Linked DNA regions of Mus musculus: all the other regions are linked to region 1. The links are chromatin contacts, called in public ChIA-PET, Hi-C, Micro-C and promoter capture Hi-C maps. All regions are on one chromosome and are shown on one strand. Each heading gives the region's core, a stretch centred on a gene start, on an enhancer-like site or on the middle of the called end of the contact. The rest is flanking DNA. Distances are from core to core; before and after follow the strand shown.

Region 1 (4,134 bases), core at 902-3,401:
AAGACCAAAGTGCCATGAAGCAGAAGAGCTAGGGAGTAGAGGAGGAGGGCTGACCAGCACACTGACAGCCAGGGGAGGAGAGTGGGGATAGAACCAACAACAGAAACACAGAAACAGTGTGTACAGAACTGCCACAATGAAACTCATAGCTTAGTATCCAACAAAAGACAAAAATGAGTGATAGAGATCATTTAGAGATCTAGCTGACATATAATTGAATTCAATTGCATTTGAAGTACAATTGAAGCATTCGGCATAGGACTCAGAATAATCAACTATACAATACATTTGAAAGTTCTCTTCTTAAAGAAATGCTGTTGAGACAGAGAAAACCACCCAACTGCTAAACTGGCACTGCAATGTTAGGAACACAGGACAGCACCAGAGGAGCAAAGGAAGGCTAAGTTCAATGGCATTAGCCAATCACATCAACCAAGGCACACCCGCCCCTTTCCTTCCAGAAACTCTCCGGATCTCCCTCCAGGTTTGTGGAATCCGCTCCTCTTGACTGCATGACCTTGTCTCCAATCCCTTTTGCTATCCCAGGACTGGATCTAGGAAAGGGAGACCTCAGATCAGTACTGTCCAATTTGGTCCTGGCACTTTACATGTTGAAATGTGGAGTGAAATAGGGACAAGCTGAACCACAGTAATGACAGAATCTTTCTAGATGAAGTTAACTTTGTTAATATACATGCCTCTAAATTATTGTTCCCAAATAATTTAGAATTTGCCATCATCAAGAAGCAACAACAATGATTATGTGAGCAGATGCTATTATTCACCACAAAAGAAAAAAGAGAAGCAAGGCAACTTCTACATGTAACAAAAATACCTGAGTATCGTTGGTGCTTTCTGCTAAAAAGGCACTATTCTTTTTAAGATGTTTTGTTTTGTTCTGTTTTTTGAGACAGGACTTCTCTGTGTAGCCTTGGCTATCCTGGAACTCACTCTATAGACCAGGCTGGCCTTGAACTTAGAAATCCCTGCCTCTATCTCCCAAGTACTGGGATTCAAGGCGTGCGCCACCATGCGCGGCTTAAGATGTGTTTTTAACTATGTATATATGTATGCCCATGTAAGTACAAGTGTCCAATGGATCCAGAAGAAACTATCAGATTCCTTGGAGACGGAGTTAAAGGTAGTTATGAGCCACACGGGAAGCAGAACTTTGTCCTCTTAGCCAGTCCTTTAAGAGCAGTATAGGCTCTTAAAACCGCGGAACCATCTCCCTAACTCCACTGGTAACTACTCATTTAGAACTAAGAAACATTCTATGCCTTTGCAGGAACCTTCCACAACAGACTGTAAGGCATAAGAAACGTGCAGACGGAACAAGGGTGCGTTCCACGTCTGAGATGCTCCTAGACTGCACAGATGTCTAACAGCACACATTTCATCGCCCAAAAGTACTTCAGTGAAGAGTTCCACAGGGGGGAAATTGAAGTTTTTGCGTATGGTACTGGGGAAAAGGAATTACACTAGCCAAAGCTCCTAAAATGGGTGCTACCACATTTCCTTCTGCCAAGGTCCGATTGCAGTGAGAGACACTCTTAGAAAGTTAATATCTGCACTGCTCCGGTCAAGCCACGCTAAATGGTCACAACATTATTCTGTGAGTTCCAATTGCCTGCGCTGCTACTACTGCTAGCTGAAATAATCAAGTTCCTTACCCGGAGCCCAGGTACACAACCTGTCATTTCTGTGTGACTTAAGAAAATACCCTACACAGTAAATCAGGTGGCACGTCCCCACACAGCGCCCAGTTCCAAGAAAGAAAATAAATAGGAGACAAACGGAGGGGGGAGAAAGTTGTGGGACGTCAAGGCCTAACAGATGCTAGAGGACGGAAAATGAAGGTGCTGTTGCAAGAAAAAGAGCAAAGTCAGAGGACGCATGTCGTTGCGATCGCCGCTGAGGTCGCCGCGGGGCAGCAAAGCAGAGGCTGCCATACAAAGGCGACTAGATCTGCGAGACCTGCGGGGACACTTGTGAGCCTTTTCCCCCAAGCCGGCCCTTAGCTCTGCCTTGCTCACCAACTCACCTCGACAGGAGCCGCCACGCATATGGCTGCCCCATGGCCTAAAAACCCAAGAGCAGAAGAAGCAGAGTGTAGTGGTTCCACCGGCTCTGGTAGTTAGACCCGCCCACAGCCCCGCCCACAGCCGATGAGAGCAGAGGAGAGCCGGGGTCACTGATGACAAGTCCTCCGGTGGGCCAGAGCGGCCCAACGCCTACACTTCCGCTGCGCTACGCTCACGGGCCCGGCCGGGCGGGGCGGGGCGGGGCAAAACAGGAGCAGTTAGGAAACCAGCAAGAGCAGTGGGCAGGGCCACACTAGACAGGGCCAGGCCGGGTAAAGGTGGGGCGGGTCCTGGCTAGGGGCGTTAACTAGTGAGGGGAGGAGGAAGAGGAGGAGCCAAGACGAAAGCTGAGAGGTGAGTAACCAAAGCAAAGAGAAAAGTAGAAAAACTTATTTATAATAGCCAGAAGCTGGAAAGAAGCCAGATGTCCTTCAACAGAGGAATGGAGATAGAAAATGTAGTACATTTACACAATGGAGTACTACTCCGCCATTAAAAACAATGACTTCATGAAATTCTTAGGCAAATGGATGGAACTAGAAAGTATCAATCCTGAGTAAGGTGACCCAATCACAAAAGAACACACAGTATGGATATGAGCCCAAAGGCTCGGCAAGATACAATTCACCGACCACAAGAAGCTCAAGAAGAAGGAAGACCAAAGTGTGGGTGCTTTGGTCCTTCTTAGAAGAGGAAATAAAATACCCACAGGAGGAAATACAGAGGCAAGTGTGGAGCAGAGACTGAAGGCAAGGCCATCCAGAGAATGCCCCACCTGGGGATCCATTCCATATATAGTCACCAAACCCAGAGACTTTTTATTGTAGGTGCCAACAAGTGCTTGCTGACAGGCGCCTGATACAGCTATCTCCAGAGAGGCTCTGTCAGAGCCTGACAAAGAGGTGGATGCTCACAGTCAACTATTGGACTGAGCACAGGGTCTCCAATGGAGGAGTTAAAGAAAGGAATGAAGGAGCTGAATTGGTTTGCAACTCCATAGGACAAACAACAATATCAACCAACCAGAACCCCCAGAGCTCCCAGGGACTAAACCACCAACCAAAGAGTACACATGGAGGGACCCATGGCTCCAGGTGCATATGTAGCAGATGATGGCCTTGTCAGGCATCAATGGGAGGAGAGGCCCTTGGTCCTGTGAAGGCTGGATGCCCCAGTGTAGGGGAATGCCAGGATGGGGAAGCCAGAGAGGGGGGTTGGTTGGTTGGGGGAGCATTGTCACAGAAGCAGGGGGAAGGGGGAGGGGATAGGAGGTTTCCATAGGAGAAGGAAAGGAAGAGAGGGGATAACATTTGAAATGTAAATAAAGAAAATATCTAATAAGAAATTTCAAAAACCTTTAAATATAATTTTTTTACTACCACATTTAATGTAAAAAGATTGCATTGCCTTTTCTTTGTAATATTGAGAAACAATAAATACGGTAGTGGTTTTTACTTTAAAAAATGGAAAGGAAAGGAGTTTGCTCCCTAGACTAGGCTGTCTTGAAATGCCCAGTTGATTATCTATGTTTGGCTTTTAAGTTTAATCAGCAGGTATTAATTGATCTGAAGGAGTTTGTGTAATTTTTTTTTTTTTTTTGGTTTTTTGAGACAGGGTTTCTCTGTATAGACCTGGCTGTCCTGGAGCTCACTTTGTAGACCAGGCTGGTCTCGAACTCAGAAATCCACCTGCCTCTGCCTCCCGAGTGCTGGGATGAAAGGCATGTGCCACCATGCCTGGCTGTGTAATTTTAATAATTTTTTAATGAAAAGGTAAATTTAAACCAGACCCGATGACACACACCTATAATTCCAGCACTCAGAAACCTGAAACAGAATGGTCACCTGGGCTACACAGCAAGACCCTGTCTAGGAAAACTAAGTAAATTAAATGTTCTTTGAGTCAGAAACATATGAGATGCATTTGACATTGAGGAAAGACCAGAGTTTAGTACTCTACATAGCTGAACTTGCTTCGAAACATTGCTAATTATCTTCAGAAAAGTTACAGATCCCTCAGTCTTCCTCTGAGACAAAATATCTGATTAAGA
Region 2 (4,134 bases), core at 936-3,435, 940 kb before region 1:
TCACGTACCAGTGAATTCCAGGTGAGCACGCTGGAAGCAACAATGAGTTTGATTGCTGGAGAAGGCAACCTGCTTACAAAATTAAATAAAATGCAAGACGACTGCTTAAAAGCTGGTGACAATGGGGATGGGGGTGGAGCTGATGACAAGAAGAGGGTGGTGGTGGTGGTGGCAGAGAAACTCATTGGTCAAGAGCACTTGCTGCTTTTGTAGAGGAGCAGAGCTCAGTTTCTAGTACCCACATCAGGTAGCTGATGACATTTAACTCCAGCTCCGGGTGGGTGTTGGGGGCAACACCTTTAACCTCCTCTGGCACACTCACCCATACACAAACACTCCTCACATAATGAAACGTCGTTTTTGTTTGTTTGTTTGTTTGTTTGTTTGTCTGTCTTGTTTTTAATAAGCTGGCAATGGGCTGGGGAGCTGTCTCAGTTGGTAAAAATGATGACCATATCACCACAAGGACCACAGTACAGATTCCCATGTCAAAAGCTGTACACATGGTACCTGATCCTGTCACCTGTAAGTCCAGTGGATACAGGTAGATGGACCCATGGAAATCACTGGTCAGCAGGCCAAGCTGAACTGCTGAACTACAGGTTCAGGGAGAGACTGTTTCAAAAACTAAAGGGAGAGGTATTGAGACTGACACCTGACATTAATGTTTCTGGCCTCCACGTGCACATACACAGATACACACAACCCCACATAAACACACACAACACGGCCTCTACATTCAAAAGCCGGAGATCAAGGAATTGTTTAAGTTTAAAACAGTTACAAACATCTAAACACCAAAAACGATCACAAGGAACTCCAAGAGGGCACTGGCTAAGCCTTGGTACTGACACTTTTGGATGCAGCTGCTGTTTCCTGGAAGAAAGTATGGGAACAATCTCATTGGTTTGTGGACACCTTAACATTTATGCTTCCCTGGCTAAAAAGATGCAACATTATCCATTTGACAACACTTAAAGAATCAATACATTATACTGAGGCCTGTCTAAATAACAACACAGACCTCATGAAATGGTTTTGATAACTTTAAATGCATGTGTCCTGGGACATACACTGCTTGGAAGGGCAAGCAGATGGCTTGAAGAAATCTTGGTTAAATGTGACAGGGGAAGAACATAAAATGGTTGCTAAGATGTTCTAAAAGCAAGAGAGTTCCACTCACAGAATTTTTCCCAATAGTTTTTTATACCTACTAAAAAAGTACCCTTCAGCAGTTCTAGATTCTATGTGTAGATGCTACATATAAACGTATAAGTAACCTAGGATCTTATATGTATGTAAACCTACTGTATCTAGCACGAAACTTTCAGTTTTTAAACAGTCTTCAATAGTTAACAGATCTGGGGGCCTGGGGGTGGAACTTAGAAGTGGAACCCTTGCTAAGCATGTGAAAGGCCCTGTGTTCTAACACTGCTAAGAAAGAAAGAGAGAGAGAGAGAGAGAGAGAGAGAGAGGGAGGGAGGGAGGGAGGGAGGGAGGGAGGGAGGAAGAAAGAAAGAAAGAAAGAAAGAAAGAAAGAAAGAAAGAAAGAAAGAAAGAAAGAAAGAAAGAAAGAAAGAAAGAAAGAAAGAAAGTAGCAATGGGCATTGAGCAGGTACAAGTTTTCCTCATTTCCCCTACCACAGTAAACCAGCAATTAGTTCATCTTCAGATTCTCCTACAGTGTCTTGAGCTAGTTAGTGTCTTAAGACATCCAGCTGTAGAGACTAGGATCCTGGAGTCCTATTTATGGCTTCAAGAACCCATAGCAAGCTGGAATCTCTATTTGTAGGGTAGGTTCAGGAGGTAAGGAAGAGGACAAGGAAGATTTGAAACACAGAACTTTAATCATCACAAGTCAAAGAGCCCGGACATCGGCTTCTTTCATCTCTTGTGTCCCGATACTTACACATCCCGGAACTACTCTGAAGGTGGAAAAAGTGGGAAAAGAGGCGCGGACCCCCCCCCCCCCCCAACCCGGCCTGCACACTGTCCAGTTCTAGGCTACATCCAGCAACCAAGTCTTCAGGCGCTCGGCGCTCCGCCCACTCCCCGCCCCCCTCCTGAGGCCCGGCCTCACAGCACGCGCTGCCGGCCGCCGCCCCGCCCCGCCCCCACGTGACAACCCCACCCTCCGTAATCGCTCCGATTGGCTCTTGGGCAGCAGAGGGCGGAGTCTGTGTCGAAGTACAGTGTCCCAGACGCGGCTGCACTTTTCAAACCTCAACTGTAAGAAGCGTCGGTCAGCGTCTGTGCGGTCGCCGCCGGGAGTCGCCTCACAGGGGCCTGGCTGACGGCGACCAGCCGTTGTGGGGAAGAGTGCGAGGTGAGCCCGTGTAGCCGTGGCCCGGTCGGAGGGAGGGCAGAACCCGCGACGGCGCGGAGCTGCGGCGGAGCGGTCGGTGTGGGGGCGCGGGGACCCTGCGGCGAGCCCGAAGGCCAGAGCCGGCGTCCCTGAGCGCGGCCATGCCCGATAGCCTCCGCGGCGTCTCGACGTGGTCCTCCGGGTGGCTCCGGGGCTCGCGTGCTGTGGGCGCGGGACGCCTTCACGTCGGGGCGGGTGGACGCGTCCGGCCAGCAGCCTGGGAGAAACTTTGCGGTCATCGCGTGGGCCGCTGTCAGTCCCGGCGTGGGGAGCCACAGCTGTTTCCGTGACTTTTTGGCTTTAAAGCAGTGGGAATTCTTCTGTACTTGTGACCCATCCTCAGACTAGACAGCCACATCATGGCCACGGTCTGGATCTTTATCCCGACTCGGCCTTACCGTGGGAAAAGCGCTTAATTTGGCTTCACTCTCGGGATATAGATGAGTGGAGACAAAGTTGAAAGAAACTTCACGGCCGGCCGGCTGGTGGCTAGTGGCCGTGGCTGTGCTGGGACTAGAGAAGCGCTGGCTTCAGCTTGCAAGTTGGAATTAAGAAATACTTCTGAAAGCCTAGGAATTTCAACCATAATCATTAGCTTGCAGTGTGACATTCACTGAGGGTTTGGCTGACGTCATGTTTACATACATGGTACCGATAACACCGAACCTCGCCGGCAGGTTTGATACCGTGTGGACTTTTTAAGTGTTCAAGACTGGGAGAGAGGCTGTGCCTTGAGCAGCAAGGTCTGCAGAGGTAACGAGGCAAGTGGAGGCATATGTAACATGGAATTTAGAACTCCAGGAGCACAGTTTTATTATGGAGAGATATAAACTCCTTTCTCATTGGTACAGTCTTCACAGTGAGATGCCCAGAAATGGTTTTCAACAACTTCATAAAAATTGAATCACAGTGCCTTAAAATTGTGTATATTAAAAAACACTAGTCCATGGAAATCGTGACCAAATTTTAGACCTGTCTTTTCACCTAATCTTTTTGATATTAATTTAATTTTTTGGTAGTTTTAATATTTCAAGTAATTGGTTTTTTTGAGATACACATACATTTTAGATAATTTTCTGGAATGAAGGTTTACTATTAAAGTAAATTTACTTACATGACAGTATGCTTAAGTTAGAGAAGTAATATTTCTGTGATTTCAAAATTTTTTGTATGTGGATAGATTGGTAATAGTTTTTCTTGGATTTTTTTTTTTTTTTTTTTTTAAAGTAAGAATTTAGTTTCAGGAGATGGCTCTGCTGGGAAAGGTTCTTGACACCAACTCAAATGTCCTTATCCCCAGGGCCTACATGGTAGAAAGAGAAAACCTACACTTACAGCTTGTCCTCTGACCTCTAAACTTGCATGTAATAAAATATTAAGAAAAAAATTACATTTTGGTTAAGGTAGAAGTGGCATTTTAGTAGAAACTTCATAAATCAACAGTCTACCATTTATATCTAAATTAATGTCTATAGACAATGTAGGCATTTAATGGCAGACACTTCTAATTTCATTTTTCAGTGTGTATTGACAGTGAACAGTTTGTCATTGGGGTTAAGTGAACGTATAACCATGTTTTCATTGGTTTGTTTTGTAGCTGCTTGACAATTATAAGGAAGAATTTCTGTGTCAAAATCTCCCAGTTTTTTAGAGACTCAGTTTAAAACTAAATTTTCTCAAGATATGATATATTATAATGCTTATTTCCTGTGTCTAAAATTCTTACCTCCTGCATCTTGACATTTACTCTACACTTGAGTCTTGCTTGC
Region 3 (4,134 bases), core at 687-3,186, 840 kb after region 1:
CTTGAACTTGTATATGACTTTATGTTTATGAGCCCTCATGGCTGGCCATTGCAGGTATGTTGTGAGTGCTTAGTAAAGTAAATAATTTAAGAAAGCTTATTTGGGCCTCCTGATGGGCCCCTGAATAGGTGGGAGAATAGCAAGCACCTTGGGCTTTACAAACAATCAAGCGCCAAAGAGGGATTGAGAATCCTGCCCACAACGTGCAGCTCTGACAAACTTCCCAGGTCTGGGAACAGAACTGGAGCATTCTCTTCTACCAGTGGCATCAGGAGGTCAGGAGCTGAAGACAGGGTCGCCGCTTTCACTGTTTCTGTTGTTTCTATTTTGTTATTTGAATGCAGGGTAATTTTATTATCTTACAGTCAAATCACTCAGATAAGTCACTCTTGCAAACCAAGGCTGAAGCAAGGTGCAGAAGGACCCTTTTCTCCCTGGCGTACCCTAAAGAGGAAAACCTTCAGACCTCGTTTGGAGCTCAGGAAGTCCCACCCCTGGCTGAGGAGTTATTGGCAATTGATGGTTCAGGGTCTGCGTCCAATCCCACATCATCATCCATGCACATGCAGGCATCACTACGTGAATCAACCAACCAAACAAATAAACAAACAAGCAAACCAGCACATAAAGTTGAGAGGGAATAAATACCCTAGGGAGAAAAGGAGAAGATCTGGAGGGTAGCGAATGAGAGTGGATTTGATAAGTTCCTTTTAAAATTACTTTTCTAAAACTTTAAGAAATTAAAGCGAGGTTTTTTGTTGGGTTTTTTTTTGGGGGTGGGGGGGGTGGTGGTTTGTTCTGGTGTTGTCGCTGTTGTTTGGTGTTCAGACCTCCAGCGGGTGTCTTTGTTTTCACTCTCTAGGGGCTCATTGTCCTGTCTCAGGACAAGTACTTTCCATCTAAAACCTGGATGCCTGCCGGCTCCCTCCTGGTATTCCTGCATTCAGGCCCATTTCCCGGGTGCTAGCAGTGCTGTTGACTCTTTGACCTCTTTGCAAAGGGACGACCTACTTTAAGCATCACTCACACTTCTCAAAGCCACAATCACCGGCTACCCTAGCGGGATGGTGTTTCCCTGAAACCCAGATGTGCCAATCTCGGGTCAGATATCACAGCCCTCCGTTGGCTAAAGAAAATTAGGGCTGTCTTCCAGCCCTTAGCTGACACACCTCCGCAGCAGCACAGCCCCCAACCCACCCCTCCGCTTCACGGAGATGCCTCGACTTCTCCCTCCTTCAGTAAAGATCCGGAGCCAGATCTCCATTTAAGTCTTTGGAAGACTTTTTTTCTGAGTGATCTGAGTGTAATGAGTAGGACCCTTCTTTTTATAGGCATCCCTTCCTCCCCAGTCGTGTTAATACCAATTGTAGAAAGACGCCCCAAGAATCCTGCCTAGATGTTTCCTATTGTGGAGAGGCCACACGCAGATGCGGGCTGCCTGGCTTACCTGGCTCTCTCTCTCTCCGTCCAGGTAGTGGCACTGCACAAGTCCAAAGTCAGAATCGGCCTTCAGGGTCCACAGCCGCTGACGCCATTCCTCTAGGGGATTTGCATTTCTCCACCCACTTGAGGCTTTCCTGTGCGTCAGTGTTTGAGTCCCTGGGACTTTAGGCAGTTCCTATCCACTCTATTCTAGAAACGCTTTACAAAGTCAGGCTGAAGCCCCCTTGGCAGAGCACCGCCCCATCCCTAGTAGCCACTCTTACAAATGCAAATTGTCCCAAGGTGTGTAGAGTAAGAGGTACACACTGAAGGACTGGGATTCCTGTTTTCCTAGACATAACTCCATCCTTTCTAGGGAGCCAGCATCAACACACCAACCAACAGCAGGGTCTGCTGTCTTGTGAGAAGACAGGCTTACACAGGTTTGTGGCAACTCGTGTAAAAGTTCTCGGTGTATGCCCTCTCTGGCCAGCTTCCACCTTGTCTTGGTACCTGTAGTCTGTGTGCTCCCCTCTTTATGACATGGGTCTGTTCTAGAATCACAGAGCTGGGTGGAACCTCGGTTCCTTTCCGTTCTAAATTTCACTTTCTGAAGACATTGAGGACCAGGCAGGTGAACAAAGTTACTCAGAGACATAGCCACTGGACTAAGATAGACAGTCATCTCTCAGGGATCACTGACTTCCAGCGGATTCCTTTAGATATTAATGCCTTGAACAGGAAAAAAATTCTACCAGAGTTCAGCAAAATAAATCAGACTGGTGGAAAGCAATGGGCAGACTGGATACACATGTGTCTAGGGTAGTATACCTAGGCAAAAGCCTGTATCATATCAATGACCAGCCATCACACAGGTGTGCCACCTGGATTCTTCTCTCCCAAGTGACAACTAAGCCATTCACACCCTACCCAGGAAACTTTTCTCCCTCTCAGGAGCTGAGGCTGTGACTCAGACAAGTCTGGGCACTGTCATTTTTCACTCCTGATGTTCCCCCCACTGCATCTTCTCACCAGGTACCCCCCCCATGCCACCCCACACACAGTGAAATCCTAGACTTTGTGAAGATGTAACAATGCCCCCAAACCCACAGTAGGTTTTTGTTTGTTTGTTTACGCTGAATTTCTTTACTCTTCTTGACCAGCTGTCTGGGAGAAACAGAACACACTCCTTGCATTTTCTGATCCCCCTCATGTTCTTAATCTCTGTCTCTCCCCCCTCCCTTTCGATTTGTGTGTGGATATAGGCATATGTTCAGAGCATGTGTGAGTGCTGGCATGCCATAGATCCCAAGTAGAGATCAGAGAACAATATCCAGTGTTGCCCCTGCCTCCAACCCTGTTTGAGACATGGTCTCCTGTTGACACTGAGTTAGCCAGCCTGGACTGCCTGGAAGCTTCTGGGGGTTCCCGTGTCTCCCATCTTGCCATGGCACCATCACAGCTGGCTTTACATGAATCATGGAGATCCACATTCATGTCCTCTTACCCGAGTGTAAGTGCTTGACTCACTGCACCATCTCCCTAGTCCCAGACACATTTAAAGTGGAAAAAAAAAATGGGTGAAATCAGCACAAGTAACCTAATATCTACAAAATAATAATACTTCATTTAAATTATAATAAAACATTAAATTATAATAAAACATTTAAATTGCTACCTAAGATCCTTTGTATTCCTTCCTATTGAACACCTAGATTCTGCAGTGTAAGTGGATTTCTTTCCAGTGTCTAAAGCCCTGGTGGCTGCCATTCTGGACAGCTTAGGTGGAGACCACTACTCGCCACTTTTACTTCCTGCCTTAGAGTGTTAATCACATTGGCTTTTTGTGTCTTTATCGCTACATTTAACTGTTCAGGTACATGTACAAAAATGGGTATGCTCTCTTTCTCTTTGAGACACTTCTAGATCTCTGCTTTTTAAAACTTGTTGAGGACCCCCATATTTGTGTATTATAGTTTTGCAGCTATTCACTCTATGAAAATTCAGATCTGAGATAAGCTATTCATGCTTCCAATAATATGCCCATTATATGTTAGAATGAACATGCTTTGTAAACAACAAAAATGTCTTCCAGCAAAAAAGTAGAGTGAGAAAAGTGGCTTTAGGGTTTGTTTTGAGACAGAGTCTCAAGTAGCCCAGGCTAGCCTCAAACTCACTGTATAATATGACCTTGAACTCCTGATCCTTCTGCTGGGATTACAGGCCTACACTACCTCTCTAGACCTGAGTTACACTCTAAGTCTCTCTAATGTCTGTTTTGAGAACACAGCTGGATCCTCATAGCTGCTCCAGCATTTAATATGTTGTATAACATTATTTTGCTTGAGATATTTGAAGAAAATCCAGACTGACATCACTTAGAATAGAAATGGAAAACAGTCATCATGATAGTCTTTTGGCTGCCAAAGTTATTGTTTGAAACCACACACTCAGTAAGTGCTGGTTCCTTGGGAACCAACTGCATTGTAGAACCTGAGACCACATCAAACCCTTCATACACACACACACACACATGCACACACACACACACACACACACATATATATGTGTGTATATATATATATATATATATATATATATATATATATATATATATATATATGTATATATATAGTTTCAGCAAACCCATTAGTCTGACTGCCTCTTGCTTTGTATGGCTTTTCCCTGTTGGGTTAGGGACCAAACCAGGGG
Region 4 (4,134 bases), core at 875-3,374, 610 kb after region 1:
GATTATTATATGTGTATAAAGTATTTTGATACTGGTAGTTTGGATAACAGGTGATATGGTTAATTTTAATATAATGCAAACACAGTTTCCAAAGTTGTATGAATAAATATTGTTGAAGATAAAAATATCTAAGATTAGAAGAATCAAAGTTTCCTGCCATATTTCTATTCAGTTTGTAATAGTTTTGATTTGTTGTAGCTTTCTTGTTAGTTGTTTTATTATTACCTCAGATGTCCAACCTTGGTAAACTCAGGTCTTCCAAATGTTAGAAGTAACATTTGCCCTTTCTTATCAGTTCATTCTGAAAAGTAGAAACTCTAAAAATAGTCTACCAATGCATGTCTTTTCTTTACTTTTATCTTTTTCTTTTTCTATTCTTGTCTGTTTGCATGCATGCACATATGTGCAGCTCACTTTCCTCTGTGTGGAGGTCAGAGGTTCTAAAATTCACCAATTCAGCTAGCGTGACTAGCTCTGAGTCCTAGGGACTTGTCTCCACTCCAGGCATGGTTTGTAGGTAAGTGCCTGAGGTCGGACCTGCAGATCCTCATGCTTGAGCAGGGAGCCCTTCTACCCACTGAGTCATATCCTAAGTTCCTAATTGTTAAATATACTAGAAAGTGTTTAAACCTTTAATCATCAGAAGTCATTTCATTGAGCAATGGAAGAAACTAGGAAGAACTGGCATGAAAACGTTGACTGGATTGGTGAGTAGTCTGGATGGGGTTGAGAAAAAAGAGAAAAGAGGCAGTAAAAACAGATAACTAGTTTGTAAGAAACTGAACAACACTAAGGTTTGAAAGCAACCCATAAGTTAGAAAGACAAAGTTAGATATTATTAAGGGTAACATTTGCTATCTCTCCCCTAGAATGTATTGTTTTTCCTAAATATATAACTTTGATTCACTAATATTAATATTTTTGACAAACTAACCTTAAGCAATAATAAAAGCCACCCAAGTAATATAAAATTCTGGCTTTTTTTCCCCCCACAAGGTCATTTCCTTCACACTTTTTATTTTTATCTAAAGAGCAGGTTGAAAACAAAACAAAAACTTGAGCATGACAAGCCTGTAGGCACAGTCAGATTCTTTGGTTACTAATCTCGTTCAACATGTACAGATTGATTGGATTACTAAATCTGGTGAATTACATATCCTGCTAACTTTGGTGAATCTATGCATTTAAGCCTATCTGTTTCAGGAAATGGTTTAAAAAGCGGTTTTAGTCCTGAGTGGTATATGTGTGCAGACTCAGGAAACATATGATGCACACACATCTAAAAGGATACATGGATGAGGTGATGCTGTGCTGAAACAGTTTTGAGACATGGTATTCAGATGCTTCTATTTTAAAATGGCTTTTAAAATAGAAAAAGGATCTGCAGTATTTTGCTTTCAAGTCAACTGGTACTAATGAAATAATCGCCGTTCAAAAGATTTGGAGAAATCTTGTAGAAGATAGAAGAGATCCACCCTTACTCTGGCTTTTTCTCTATTCTTCGTTGTTCCTACGCTCAAACGTTCTAAATGTCTTAAGTTGCATAGCTGAAAGGATTTTGCTCATTTTTTCCAAAACATTTCGCTTCTGGGCAGTAGCCAACCATGGAAAGTTTTAAGCACATTTGGGAGAGGGATGAAGCTAGTCAGGGCGGCCTTGGCAGAACCGATGCCTTCAGAGGGGCGGACACATTCCCCTAACCGAGGGGGCGAGCAGTAGGTTTGGACCAGACGATCTGCCACCGCCAGCCTCCCTCCAGCCTTGGGCGGCCTGAACAGGCGCACTCCAGCTTCCTCAATAGCTGGAGGACGTGCTTCCCTGGAGCGCACCTGCCTGGTGAATGGCCAGACTCCGGAGCTACGGGTCCTCGCCCAGCTTGGCCTCAGGTGGCCCGAGGCAAGGGGGAAGAGCGGTCGGCGGGGCTGACACACGTCAGTCGTCCTTCTCCCCGCCCTCCAGGACCCAGCGGGACTGCGTACGGGCGCGGAGACAAATTTGACCGATTCTCTAGCCAATCAGAAGAGAGGTCGGCAGGCTGAGCCAATGGAAGAGCTTGCAGGGGGCAGGCCGTCAGCGTCCTCCCGCCCCCGGTTGGTGAGCCTGGTATGTCTCCAGCCCTCCCTTGAGCGTCAGTCTCAGTGCGGAGCTCGCGGCGGCCAGAGCAACTTCGGCTGGCTGCAGGCTGGGCGGCGGCGGCGGCGAGGGCGGCGGCGTTGGCGGCGGGAGCGGCGGAGCTGGGGCCACACCCCGTCCCGGACTTTTTCTCTTTCCAGTCCTCTCCCCGCCGTGCGGGACACGGTTCCGGGAGCAGAGCGGCCGCCCACGCCCCAAGCATCCTCATCTGACGAGCGGGCGCCGGCGGTATGATGCGGCTGCGAGGCTCGGCGATGCTACGGGAGCTGCTCTTAAGGCCGCCCGCCGCCGTCGGAGCCGTCCTGCGGCGCGCGCAGCCCCTCGGCACGCTGTGCCGGCGCCCCCGGGGCGGGAGCCGGCCGACCGCTGGCCTGGTGGCCGCTGCGCGACTCCACCCGTGGTGGGGCGGGGGCGGCCGCGCGAAGGGCCCCGGCGCGGGCGGCCTGTCCAGTTCGCCCTCGGAGATCCTACAGGAGCTGGGGAAGGGGGGTACGCCGCCACAGCAGCAGCAGCAGCAGCAGCAGCAGCCAGGGGCGTCGCCACCCGCAGCCCCGGGCCCCAAGGACAGCCCGGGGGAGACCGACGCGTTCGGCAACAGCGAGGGCAAGGAGATGGTGGCCGCGGGCGACAAGTGAGTTGCGTGGGTGAGGCTGAGGGGAGGGGTCGGGCCCTGGGCGGTGGGCGGTGGCGGTGCGGCTTAGCAACGGAGGTTCGCGGAAGAGAAAGAAAGCGATGCCAGGCGGCCTGCGACGGCTGTGCCATGTGATTAGGCCCGGCCCCGCCCGCGCCCCTCGCCTGCTCCCACTTCCCCTCCGTGGCCGGCGCGAGTCGCCCCGGGGTGACGGGTGAGCGCCGGGAGGGTCTTGCCTGCTGAAGCCCCTGCCGGGCAGAGGCTGCTGTCCGGCCGCGCCGCGTGCTCAGCGCCCCGGCTCTGCGAGGGTGATGCCACGCGAACCTCCATCTCTCCCGAGTGACATTGAGGAGTCGGGCGTAGAGCGGAGCTTCTACCTTCCCGATTCACCTTTTTGCCAGGCCGCAGTTCCCCCATTCTGTAAGCCTCCACCACCATCCCACTGGATGCCAGATGTGGCCTTGGGTTCTTAATCCTCCTGAGGTGGATCGTTTTGGCGTGCGTAGAGCCATCTGGGCCACCGGAAATAATGCTTCAGAAATGAGATTAGGCGGAATAGGGACATGTGGCCTAGAGGACGAGGAACGCAGCATGGACCACCTGTTCCTATCGGGACCAGTGATGGCTTGTCTGATGTCTTCTGTGCGGTGGACAGATTTTTAAAGGATAAAATTGTTTTAAAAGCACAAAAATAAGGTGACATAAAATACACAAAATCTAAGTAGTTTTAGGGACTTGATTGTGATAGGATGTTGACTCATTGTGTATATAGGGTGGGAATTTAGCCTAAGAGCAAAATTGAGTTTTCTTTGCTGAATGCTTTTGTGTAATATAGTTTCCCCAACTAGGTAAACACTGACTTTTAGGCTTTTTCTGTATCCTATTTTTCTGACTTTATACTGATATGGTGTATCCTGTTTTGCATTTTACTTCTCTTCCAGCTCTGCACAGTAGCTTAAGTCAAACTGAAAGTGTGAATTTTATGACTTCAATCTCAGGCCTGCTTAATGTTTCCTGTAATTGATGTGGGTACCTTCCTAAAACATTCCTGGTTATTTTCCCAGAGTGAAAATGTTATTTAAAACAAAATGAAACAACAACAAAAACCCTTAATAAGGAAAAAGGCACTTAATGATGGTATTCTGTGATAGTAGCTTTGTACCACAAACTACCTTGATGATCATGGGCACATTATTACATGTGTTGGATTAGATGACTCAAATCCCATTTAGTGTTTTTGTTTTGTTTTGCTTTTCAAGACAGGGTTTCTCTGTGAAGCCCTGGCTGCCCTGAAACTCACTCTGTAGACCAAGCTGGCCTCGAACTCAGGGATATGCCTGCCTCTGCCTCCCAAGTGCTGGGATTAATAA
Region 5 (4,134 bases), core at 1,005-3,504, 540 kb after region 1:
AGAGTATAAACTAGCAGTACCTAAGCATCACCATGGTCTAATTCTGCAATACTTTTATCATCCCAAAGAAAACTCCATAGCCTGCACCCTCCATACACTGTACACTGCAGCCAGTGTACAAGGTTCTCTTCCTTACTTCCTACCAGGTAGCCACTGTTGTGCTTCCAACCTCTGTTTTGCCTACTGTTGGTATTTCATATTAATAGAATAATGTGGGCTGGAGAGATGGCTCAGCGGTTAAGAGCACTGACTGCTCTTCTGAAGGTCCTGAGTTCAATCCCAGCAACCACATGATGGCTCACAACCATATGTAACAAGATCTGGTGCCCTCTTCTGGTGTGTCTGTACTCAAATAAAAAAAAAAGTATGTTTAGAATAATGTACTCTTTGGATCTGGTTCTTTCAGCTCATGTAATGTTTAGGCAAGATCGTGTATAATGTCTGTATTTATTTTAAAACAATAGGAAGTCATTCCTATTCAACTGGAGCACAGTCTGATCAATAAGCTACATATACGCTGTTTAAAAACATTCAAATAATATTTTTTAAAATCATTAGTGAGTTGGTGTGGTAGCAGACACCTTTAATACCAGCACTCAGGAGGCAGAGGAGGCAGAGGCAGAGGCAGAGGCAGAGGCAGAGGCAGAGGCAGAGGCAGAGGCAGAGGCAGAGGCAGAGGCAGAGGCAGAGGCAGAGGCAGAGGCAGAGGCAGAGGCAGAGGCAGAGGCAGAGGCAGAGGCAGAGGCAGAGGCAGAGGCAGAGGCAGAAGGAGATAGTTTTTTGTGAGTTCAGGGCCAGCCAGGTCTACATAGTGAGTTACAGTGTATTCGCGCCTACATTCCTTGCTTCAAATTAAAAAAAGAAAACATTTATGAAGAACTAGAGAAATGGGTCGATGGTTAATGACATTCAACGGTCTTCAGAGGACCTAAGTTGGGTTCCCATGTCAGCTCACAGATGCCTTTAATTCCAGCTCCAGGGACTCCAGCGTCCTCTTCTGGCCTCCTCTGCCACCTGCATGTACATGGCATACATCCAAACATATTTTTAAAAAATAAAAAATAAGTCCTAAAGGATCATTAGTAAAAAGTAAAGACATTCGTTCCCTCCTCCCCGCCCCCCGCCACAGGCACCCTGGCTTGGTAGCATGAAATTGATTGCCTTTTGGTTAAAGTGCTGAGAGAAATGTTAAAAACTATTTCCAGTCCCTTCAAATCCTAAGTGCCAGAGACTGCCTACTGTGTTTGTAAAAATGAAACCTTCTAGACAGTGGATACTCTGACTCATTCTGGAATACTATTGGAAATGTGTACTTAAAATTTCTTTTGTTGACTTTGGTTTTTGACAGTTTCATGCATGTTTAAAGTGCTCTGACCTGATCTCTCTAGTACATCTGTCACCTTCTTTCTCCCTACAAGTCCCTTTCCCATGTTCATTTGGGGTTGTGGTTTTGTTTTGTTTTGTTGTTTGTTTGGGGAGTATAACCAGGGTCTCTGTGTGCCCTTGGCTTTGGAACACTTCCCCAGAACCTGGTGAGCTCCACAGTGAGTACACACGCAACTGAAGACAATGGCTGAGCCTCCTCCAAAATCCTTCAGTATCCAACAGCTCAGAAGGGAAAGTAGGACCCTCTGGGCAGCCTCCTCAGTTTTTGATTGACTGGTGAAGGGTGCAGTCCGCTGTGGACCACTGCATGCAGCCTCAGCAGCTGGAAAGGCATGACGTCGTTGGCTGTCCATTTCCAGAGGTCAGCGTCTCACACTCTATCTTCTGGCTCTGACGTTCTTTCTACCCTCTCTTCTGAGATTCTCCCACTTTTCTGCAATGAATGGATATGTGTAGTTGTTCAAATTGTTAAGAATAAGTGATGGCATTCCCTTCTCCCAAGGCATTAAGGAAGACGGGGCAAAAGATTCTAAGAGCCAGAAGCAGTAATAACTATAGTGAAATTGTGTTTTCAGAACACAACAGGGCAGTTACATATATGAACTGACAGCGGGTATGACACCATGAACCTAGATCAAGCCAGACAAAACCTCAAAACAAAACGAAACAAAACAAGCAAACAAACAAAAAGCCCTTTAAAGTGCGTTCTGATCTAATCTCTCTAGTACCCCTGTCATCTTCCTTCTCCCTACAAATTCCGTCCCCACATTCATTTGGGATTGTTTTGTTTTTGTTGTAGCTGTGGAGTTGTTGGCAGTTGATGGCAGCTGGGAGAGGTAGTTGATTTTCTTAGGGACGCTGTCCCTGCGAGGTTGCCATGGTCCAGTAGATGGCGCTCCGTCTATTCAAACACTGAGGATACTAAGTGGACTCCATGGGGAGTGAGAGAGAAGTGGGAGGAGAAAAGAGAGGGAGGAAGAGAGAAAGGAGGGAAGGAGGGAAGGAGGGAGGGAGGGAGGGAGGGAGGGAGGGAGGGAGAGAGAGAGAGAGAGAGAGAGAGAGAGAGAGAGAGAGAGAGAGAGAGAGAGAGAGAGAGAGAATGTTCAGCACTGAATAGAACATTTGTGTTAATAAGTGTTCTCGGTGGTCTCAGACTCTAAGGTGCACCCAAATCATCTTGAGAATTTGTTACAAAGTGGCTGCCATACTCAGTTCTCCAGAGTTTCTACTTTGGTTGGTTTAGTCTAGAAGGAGCCTCAGAATTTACCTCGCAAGATTCCTGGTGATGTGGCTGATGCTGGCTGAGGACCAAACTTCACTTATTTTAATATAACTGTACCTGGGTCATATTTTAAAACCAGATCATATTTCTCCATCTGTCCTTCCCTGTGTAGTGCTCAATAACTTCCACAGTTTTAATGGAATAATATTTTAATCTGAAAGTCAATAAAGAACTGGGTATTGTGGCCCAGGCCTGAAATCCCAGCTCTTGGGAGGCAGGCATAGGAAAATGACCATACTTTTGCGCCCAGCCTGGGCGACACAACAAGTTCAAGGCAGCCAGAGATACAGAATGAGACTATTCCTCAAAAAGCCAAGAAGTAAAGAGTAAAAGCCAAAAATCAGGGGCTGGAAAGATGGCTCGGGGGTTAAGAACACTGACTGCTCTTCCAGAGGAACCAGGTTTCATTCTGGGGACCACAAGGCTCCTCACAACACCTTGTAACCCCAGTTCTGGTGAATTAACACTCTTCTGCCCACTTCAGGCACTGCACAAACATGTGCAGTCATATGTGCAGGTAAAACACCTATACACATAAAATAAAATGTTTTTTAAAAGAAAGAAAAGGTAAATGTTAAGGACTTAAAAGTAATGTATTAAAAAGATTATTTTAAAAATATTGTCATCATTTCTTATCATTTTTATTTCTATAAAATCTCATTAAAATCTATAGTTAGAATATAAAGAAAAAATATTTAATCTTGTCTGCATTATTAAAATTATAAGTTATTCATAGAAACATGACACACTTATAAAAGTATTGCTTTTGGCTTTCTGTTGTGCATGTTTGGAAATTTACTGTTTAAACCATGAAAAAGCAACAAATGAAAGATTTGAAAATTTTAGTGGCTTGAAAAGTTTTACAACTTAGAGTGTCCATTAAAATACCCTGGTTCAGGGGCACAGCCTGCTGGAAGGGGCACAGCCTGCTGGATGTTCCTGGTATTACAAGTAGAAAAATTCCAGCAGCTATCATTTAGTATAGTTTTATGAAAAATTCTTAACTGCTTTTTAAAAGCACCCTGACCCTGCTCGTAAACTTTAAAGAGTTCAAGGTTTTTCTAGTGTTGTTGTCTTCCTCGTTAGGAGTTTTTGAACAAGTGCTCAACCTTCGGGTAGAAAATGTTTTTAAATTTGTATTTTATTGTTGGTGGTGTTGGTGTTTCTCTGTGTGCAAATGCCCACCATGGCACACGTATAAAGGTCAGAAGACATGGAAGTTTGTGGAGCTGGTTTCTTCCTCCTGCCTTTCACGCAGGTTTCAGTCTTCAGACTTAGGTCAATGGGTTTGCCCTAAAGCAAGCACCTTCATCCACTGGGCCATCTCACCGGCTCTTAAGCAGAACATGTTTTGAGGGAAATGCTAAGGAAAGAATAGTTTTCTGTCCTCTCAAATCATGATAGTTGCTGCAGACTGCAATGACTTAAGATGCTCTTTATCCAGTAGAAGACCATCATTGGAAGTT
Region 6 (4,134 bases), core at 1,160-3,659, 510 kb after region 1:
AAATATTCTAATCCTTGTGCCTTGTAACTACAACAATGGGGACTTACCTTCAACCTGTAAGAGGCTACAATGGACAACAGTAATATTGTTTGGAGAGTCTCTTGAACTACTCTAATCAATACAATGGAAGTTTCTCATACCAGGTGCTGGGTGTTTTGTTATGTAATCTATGGCTCTTGTGGAGTACATCGTCAGCCCAAATGGCATATATGTGTGTGTGTACAAGTGTATATGTGAAATTATAGATATATGTGTATATATGTATATATATATTTATATGTACATATAAATATATGAATCACTATGTGTATTGATTTGGATAGGAATGGTCATAGGCTCATATATTTAAATGCATGGTGGTGCTAGAGATTAGGAGGTGTGGCCTTGGTGGAGAAAGTATGTCACTGGGGGTGGACTTTGGGGTTTGGAAAGCTCAAGGCAGACCCAGTGTTCCTCTCTAGTTCCTGCTGACTACTGATCCAAATGTCAAACTCTCAGCTCCTTGCCTGCGTGCCTCCATGCTCCCCACCCTTAGGAGAATGGACTAAACCTATGAAAGTGTAAGCCAGCCCCAATCAAATGCTTTCCTTTGTAAGAGTTGTGGTCATAGTGTCTCTTCACAGCAATGGAGCAGTGACTAAGGCTAACACACACACACACACACACACACACACACACACACACACTTAGGTAAATATGGTATGATTCTGTGAGAATTTATCACACATCCTTAGAGTTATTTGCCTCTTCTTTCTCCCTCTCTTCCTGTCGTTAGCTCTCCCTGCCCGTTTTTTCCATTTGTCCTTCACCGCACCTGCTACTCCCCTCTGTAACCTCACCAGATTCAATGGTCGCTGTTTTAAGTTCCCTGGTCTCTCTGGTCGCTGCACGCCATGCATTCACATCTGAAGATCTGAAGCTGGGAAACGCCACTGAGAGGGAATGTTCAGTGTTTTTGTTTTTGTTTTTGTTTTCTGGATTTCAGACCAGTTTTTAGTTACATATCTAGAAAGGCCACAGTCTAGAAGGCTGTATCACATGTGATATGTTTTCTTTGCATATGTAGTTCATACACGTTCGTGCTAGGTCTTAGCATCTCATAAAACAAAGGCTCGTGAAAGATAGGTTACATTCCTTTCTGGCCAGTCGGTTTTAGATTCCATGCTTCTCAATGAAGCCCCACAGTTGCCTGTGTGTATCAAAGCCTTGGCACGAGGGTGAGCAGGTATAGTACCTGTCTTGGGCAGGGGAGAAGACACTGATTTCCCAGTGCCCCGCCCCACCAAGAGGCAATATCTGAGCCTCTTTAAGAGGCAAGAGAGGTTCTGGAGACTACACAATATTATGACATTTCCTCCATATTCTTATGCCTTAAAAGAAAAAGGGACCTTTTTAAGCCAACAGGGAGCCGAGTGGAAATGGGATAAAAATTATGGGAATAAGTGGGGGAATATCGTTTCTGACATTAGGCTTTGAGTAAAGCAGCTGAGGCCAGGTGAGTGCACTAGTTCCCACAGCAGGAGCATCTTCTTAGTGTGTCCTGGGCCATTTTTTGACAACCTTTCTGAGACACACTGAAAGGACTGGTCCTTCTTTCTATCCTTTCTGATACAGAGCCACTCTGTAAATATGAATTCCTGAGTGTTTGTGACTAGTCTGAAGATGATTTTTGAAAGAACAACAAGCAAATGATTAGTGAATCAGGCTGCTCCCGCCGCGCCCACCTCTTCTGCTTCTGATATAATTACAGTGAGTCTGGGTTACGCGTATGTGAACATCTTCTGCTGTTGATTGTCAGGCAATCAAAGAGCATTCCTCGCCCCCACTCAGACCCGTAATTTAGAAGCTTCTTTGCAGTGACACTCGATGCAGCTTAATTATAATGTTCTTCCCTCCAAAAGCTATTTAAAGGATCTGGAAGCCGTGCGTTTCAGTCCTATCGTTATGAACAACTGAGAAATCCGTGTGTGGCTGATACTCCCTTGAAATTTGATAACTTGCACATGACTTTTAACAGCACTGCTATGTACTGTATGGGATGAGTATTATTTTTAAATAAGCATTTCTTTCAATGAAAGCATGTTCCAGTGTAGCTTTACAGTTTCAAAGTTGTCCTCTCCCATACATACCTTCAGAAAGAAAGCCAGTCAGATTTCACAGCCATGTACGGTCTGTTTTCAGAACTTTTTTTTTTTTTAAATGGAATTCTCAAACCCAAATGGGTAGGTGTTTGAATTCAGTGCTGAAATAAAGAAATGCTTTTTCTGGATACATTCTCTTCTTTGCTGGCAGTGACTGGTACCAACTTGCTCTTAATTATCTCCATTCAATGCTAGTCATAACCGCCTGCCTACTCCACACTCAGACAGCCCTGCCCACAGGCTCCTCCCAGCCCCCTCAGGCTGAGTCATCTGCCTCTGTTCTCTCGTCCCCTCCAGTCTCCCCACTACTGTCCCCTCCCCGCTGTATTTCCCTGTTTTACTTCCTTGCCCTTTTCAGAGGGACACTCTCAAACTGCCAAAGCTTCTTTTTCTGTTCTCAGTATTGTGCGTGCTTGAAAATCTGGAAAAAAAAAACCAAAACACAATTCTCGGGAAATGTTCTTCCAGCTTGTGCTTCAAACTCACTGGCACCCATATTTATTAAACTTGTGTTTTAAGAAGAGTCAACTTTGCCCAGATAGAGTTGTCTCTTGTGAGACTATGCCAGGGCGTAGCAAACACAGAAGTGGATGCTCACAGTCAACTATTGGATGGATCACAGGGCCCCCAATGGAGGAGCTAGAGAAAGTACCCAAGGAGCTAAAGGGATCTGCAACCCTATAGGTGGAACAACATTATGAACTAACCAGTACCCCGGAGCTCGTGTCTCTAGCTGCATATGTATCAAAAGATGGCCTAATAAGCCATCACTGGAAAGAGAGGCCCATTGGACTTGCAAACTTTATATGCCCCAGTACAGGGGAACGCCAGGGCCAAAAAGGGGGAGTGGGTGGGTAGGGGAGTGGGGGGGAGTGTATGGGGGACTTTTGGGTTAGCATTGGAAATGTAAATGAGGAAAATACCTAATTAAAAAAAATGGACCACCAAAAAAAAAAAAAGAAGAAGAAGAAGAGTCAACTTTGAGAAACTGGAAATTCTTCATGTTCACTCAAACATGCAAATATGAAAAGGTGTTATTAGGGAGCTCCCATGCAGGTAATGAAGAGCAGGCCCAGGTCGTGCCTGGCAGCACCCAGATTACAGCAACCCGCCCCCTGCTTTCATAACTGGCTTTGAAATGTTGGAGCTAAATCCGGATTAGCCTCCAGACACTGCTTCCTTAGGCCTAAGGCTGACCGAAGGCTCCTGGACCATGTAGAAGGCTAGAAGCTCCGAACCCTGGAAACCCGTGCCTATCCTTGCTCAGCTCAACCTACAGCACAGGCATGAAGACTCTTGCCACATTCTCTGTGCTTCCTTGCTTTATCTAGCATCTTTAGAAAGCATCTGTGAAGGTCAATTTCTTCCTGTGTTCAGGGCAAATCAGTCCTCACTAGGTTCTGTGCAGTAGAGATTAGCTGTCACAACGGTACTCAGTGAGCAGCTCCAGTTATCCCTGCCTTGACACTGCACAGGCCAAGGAGTCGTTCCTCTACAATCCCATCAGAGGGGGTTTCTTGGAGAAGTGGAACCTCTCCTTTCCCTTTTATCATTTGGTTAAGCCTCATAACAATACCCACAGAAAGGCATCATTTTCTCCATCTGACAAATAGGGAAACTGAGGTTCAGAAAAGGCATCACAAACTTAAAGTCAAATCATGGAAACTGAGGCTTCCACTCACCTAGCACCAAACACTGACCAAGCCTTTAGCTGCCTCCAGTCAGTCTCACTATCCTACCCCCACCCCCCACCCCCACCCCAGTGCTGCTGTTATTTGAGTATTGATAACATTAGGGATGGTTTTCTTCCATAACAGAGACATAGGGTTTTCAGTTTCTTTTGTACTTTTTTCCCCTGCTGTTTGAACCTGCTGTTGTATTCGTTTGGTGGCAAGGCCACCTCTACCCCACAAAACAAGTCAACAGGTCCTAATTCCAACGGGTCTACTGGGGATTGTTGTGCCCTATCCCAACCACTCCAACCAAGCTCAGG

The links. Promoter capture Hi-C pulls out the DNA fragments that hold promoters and counts their contacts. Hi-C and Micro-C count contacts between places; a contact is called where the count stands out from the background. ChIA-PET counts read pairs in DNA pulled down with a chosen protein or histone mark. Capture Hi-C pulls out chosen DNA fragments and counts their contacts.
Region 2: a Hi-C map of B cells shows a contact between it and region 1, with 7 read pairs. The contact joins the promoter of Stk17b here to the promoter of Hibch in region 1. A contact is called at or near these places in 1 of 39 promoter capture datasets (erythroid cells), 1 of 484 Hi-C or Micro-C datasets (B cells) and 1 of 115 datasets of contacts at active chromatin or transcription factors (astrocytes).
Region 3: an RNA polymerase II ChIA-PET map of memory CD8 T cells shows a contact between it and region 1, with 18 read pairs. The contact joins the promoter of Stat4 here to the promoter of Hibch in region 1. A contact is called at or near these places in 1 of 39 promoter capture datasets (pre-B cells), 1 of 484 Hi-C or Micro-C datasets (B cells) and 1 of 115 datasets of contacts at active chromatin or transcription factors (memory CD8 T cells).
Region 4: a contact with region 1 is called in a promoter capture Hi-C map of liver, with 5 times the contacts expected there. The contact joins the promoter of Gls here to the promoter of Hibch in region 1. A contact is called at or near these places in 8 of 39 promoter capture datasets (the 3T3-L1 cell line, 3T3-L1-derived adipocytes, cranial neural crest and 3 more), 6 of 484 Hi-C or Micro-C datasets (CD8 T cells, LSK cells, cortical neurons and 2 more), 10 of 115 datasets of contacts at active chromatin or transcription factors (the 230-238 cell line, the SCID.adh cell line, astrocytes and 6 more) and 2 of 9 other capture datasets (adipose tissue and liver).
Region 5: a Micro-C map of the AtT-20 cell line shows a contact between it and region 1, with 3 times the contacts expected there. The contact joins the enhancer-like site here to the promoter of Hibch in region 1. A contact is called at or near these places in 2 of 39 promoter capture datasets (embryonic stem cells and pre-B cells), 2 of 15 datasets of contacts at CTCF or cohesin (large pre-B cells and pro-B cells), 14 of 484 Hi-C or Micro-C datasets (the AtT-20 cell line, the C2C12 cell line, CD4 T cells and 10 more), 6 of 115 datasets of contacts at active chromatin or transcription factors (the 230-238 cell line, T-cell acute lymphoblastic leukemia, astrocytes and 3 more) and 2 of 9 other capture datasets (adipose tissue and liver).
Region 6: a promoter capture Hi-C map of the HPC-7 cell line shows a contact between it and region 1, with 2.9 times the contacts expected there. The contact joins the enhancer-like site here to the promoter of Hibch in region 1. A contact is called at or near these places in 9 of 39 promoter capture datasets (the 3T3-L1 cell line, 3T3-L1-derived adipocytes, the C10 cell line and 5 more) and 1 of 115 datasets of contacts at active chromatin or transcription factors (stem cell-derived neural progenitor cells).

Annotation. Positions count from the first base shown.
Region 1 is chr1:52,843,055-52,847,188 of GRCm38.p6, reverse strand. Hibch (3-hydroxyisobutyryl-Coenzyme A hydrolase) reads right to left here and starts at 2,151. Exons shown (of 14, transcript NM_146108.2): 1 at 2,045-2,151. The coding sequence starts at 2,079.
Region 2 is chr1:53,783,266-53,787,399 of GRCm38.p6, reverse strand. Stk17b (serine/threonine kinase 17b (apoptosis-inducing)) reads left to right here and starts at 2,185. Exons shown (of 8, transcript NM_133810.3): 1 at 2,185-2,326.
Region 3 is chr1:52,006,042-52,010,175 of GRCm38.p6, reverse strand. Stat4 (signal transducer and activator of transcription 4) reads right to left here and starts at 1,936. Exons shown (of 24, transcript NM_011487.5): 1 at 1,448-1,936.
Region 4 is chr1:52,231,222-52,235,355 of GRCm38.p6, reverse strand. Gls (glutaminase) reads left to right here and starts at 2,124. Exons shown (of 18, transcript NM_001081081.2): 1 at 2,124-2,764. The coding sequence starts at 2,364.
Region 5 is chr1:52,300,896-52,305,029 of GRCm38.p6, reverse strand. No RefSeq gene overlaps it. Among named protein-coding and RNA genes, the nearest start is that of Gm31955, 2.7 kb to the left of the region's middle. Within about 2 kb of position 2,254, at least 9 of the 459 cell types and tissues checked have an H3K27ac peak or open chromatin away from gene starts, as enhancers often do. A contact at or near this core is called in the AtT-20 cell line, the G1E-ER4 cell line, T-cell acute lymphoblastic leukemia and 1 more, where this site is marked.
Region 6 is chr1:52,329,881-52,334,014 of GRCm38.p6, reverse strand. The region is part of intron 1 of Gm31955 (a long non-coding RNA gene); the gene reads right to left. Among named protein-coding and RNA genes, the nearest start is that of Gm31955, 26 kb to the right of the region's middle. Within about 2 kb of position 2,409, at least 68 of the 459 cell types and tissues checked have an H3K27ac peak or open chromatin away from gene starts, as enhancers often do. A contact at or near this core is called in the HPC-7 cell line, where this site is marked.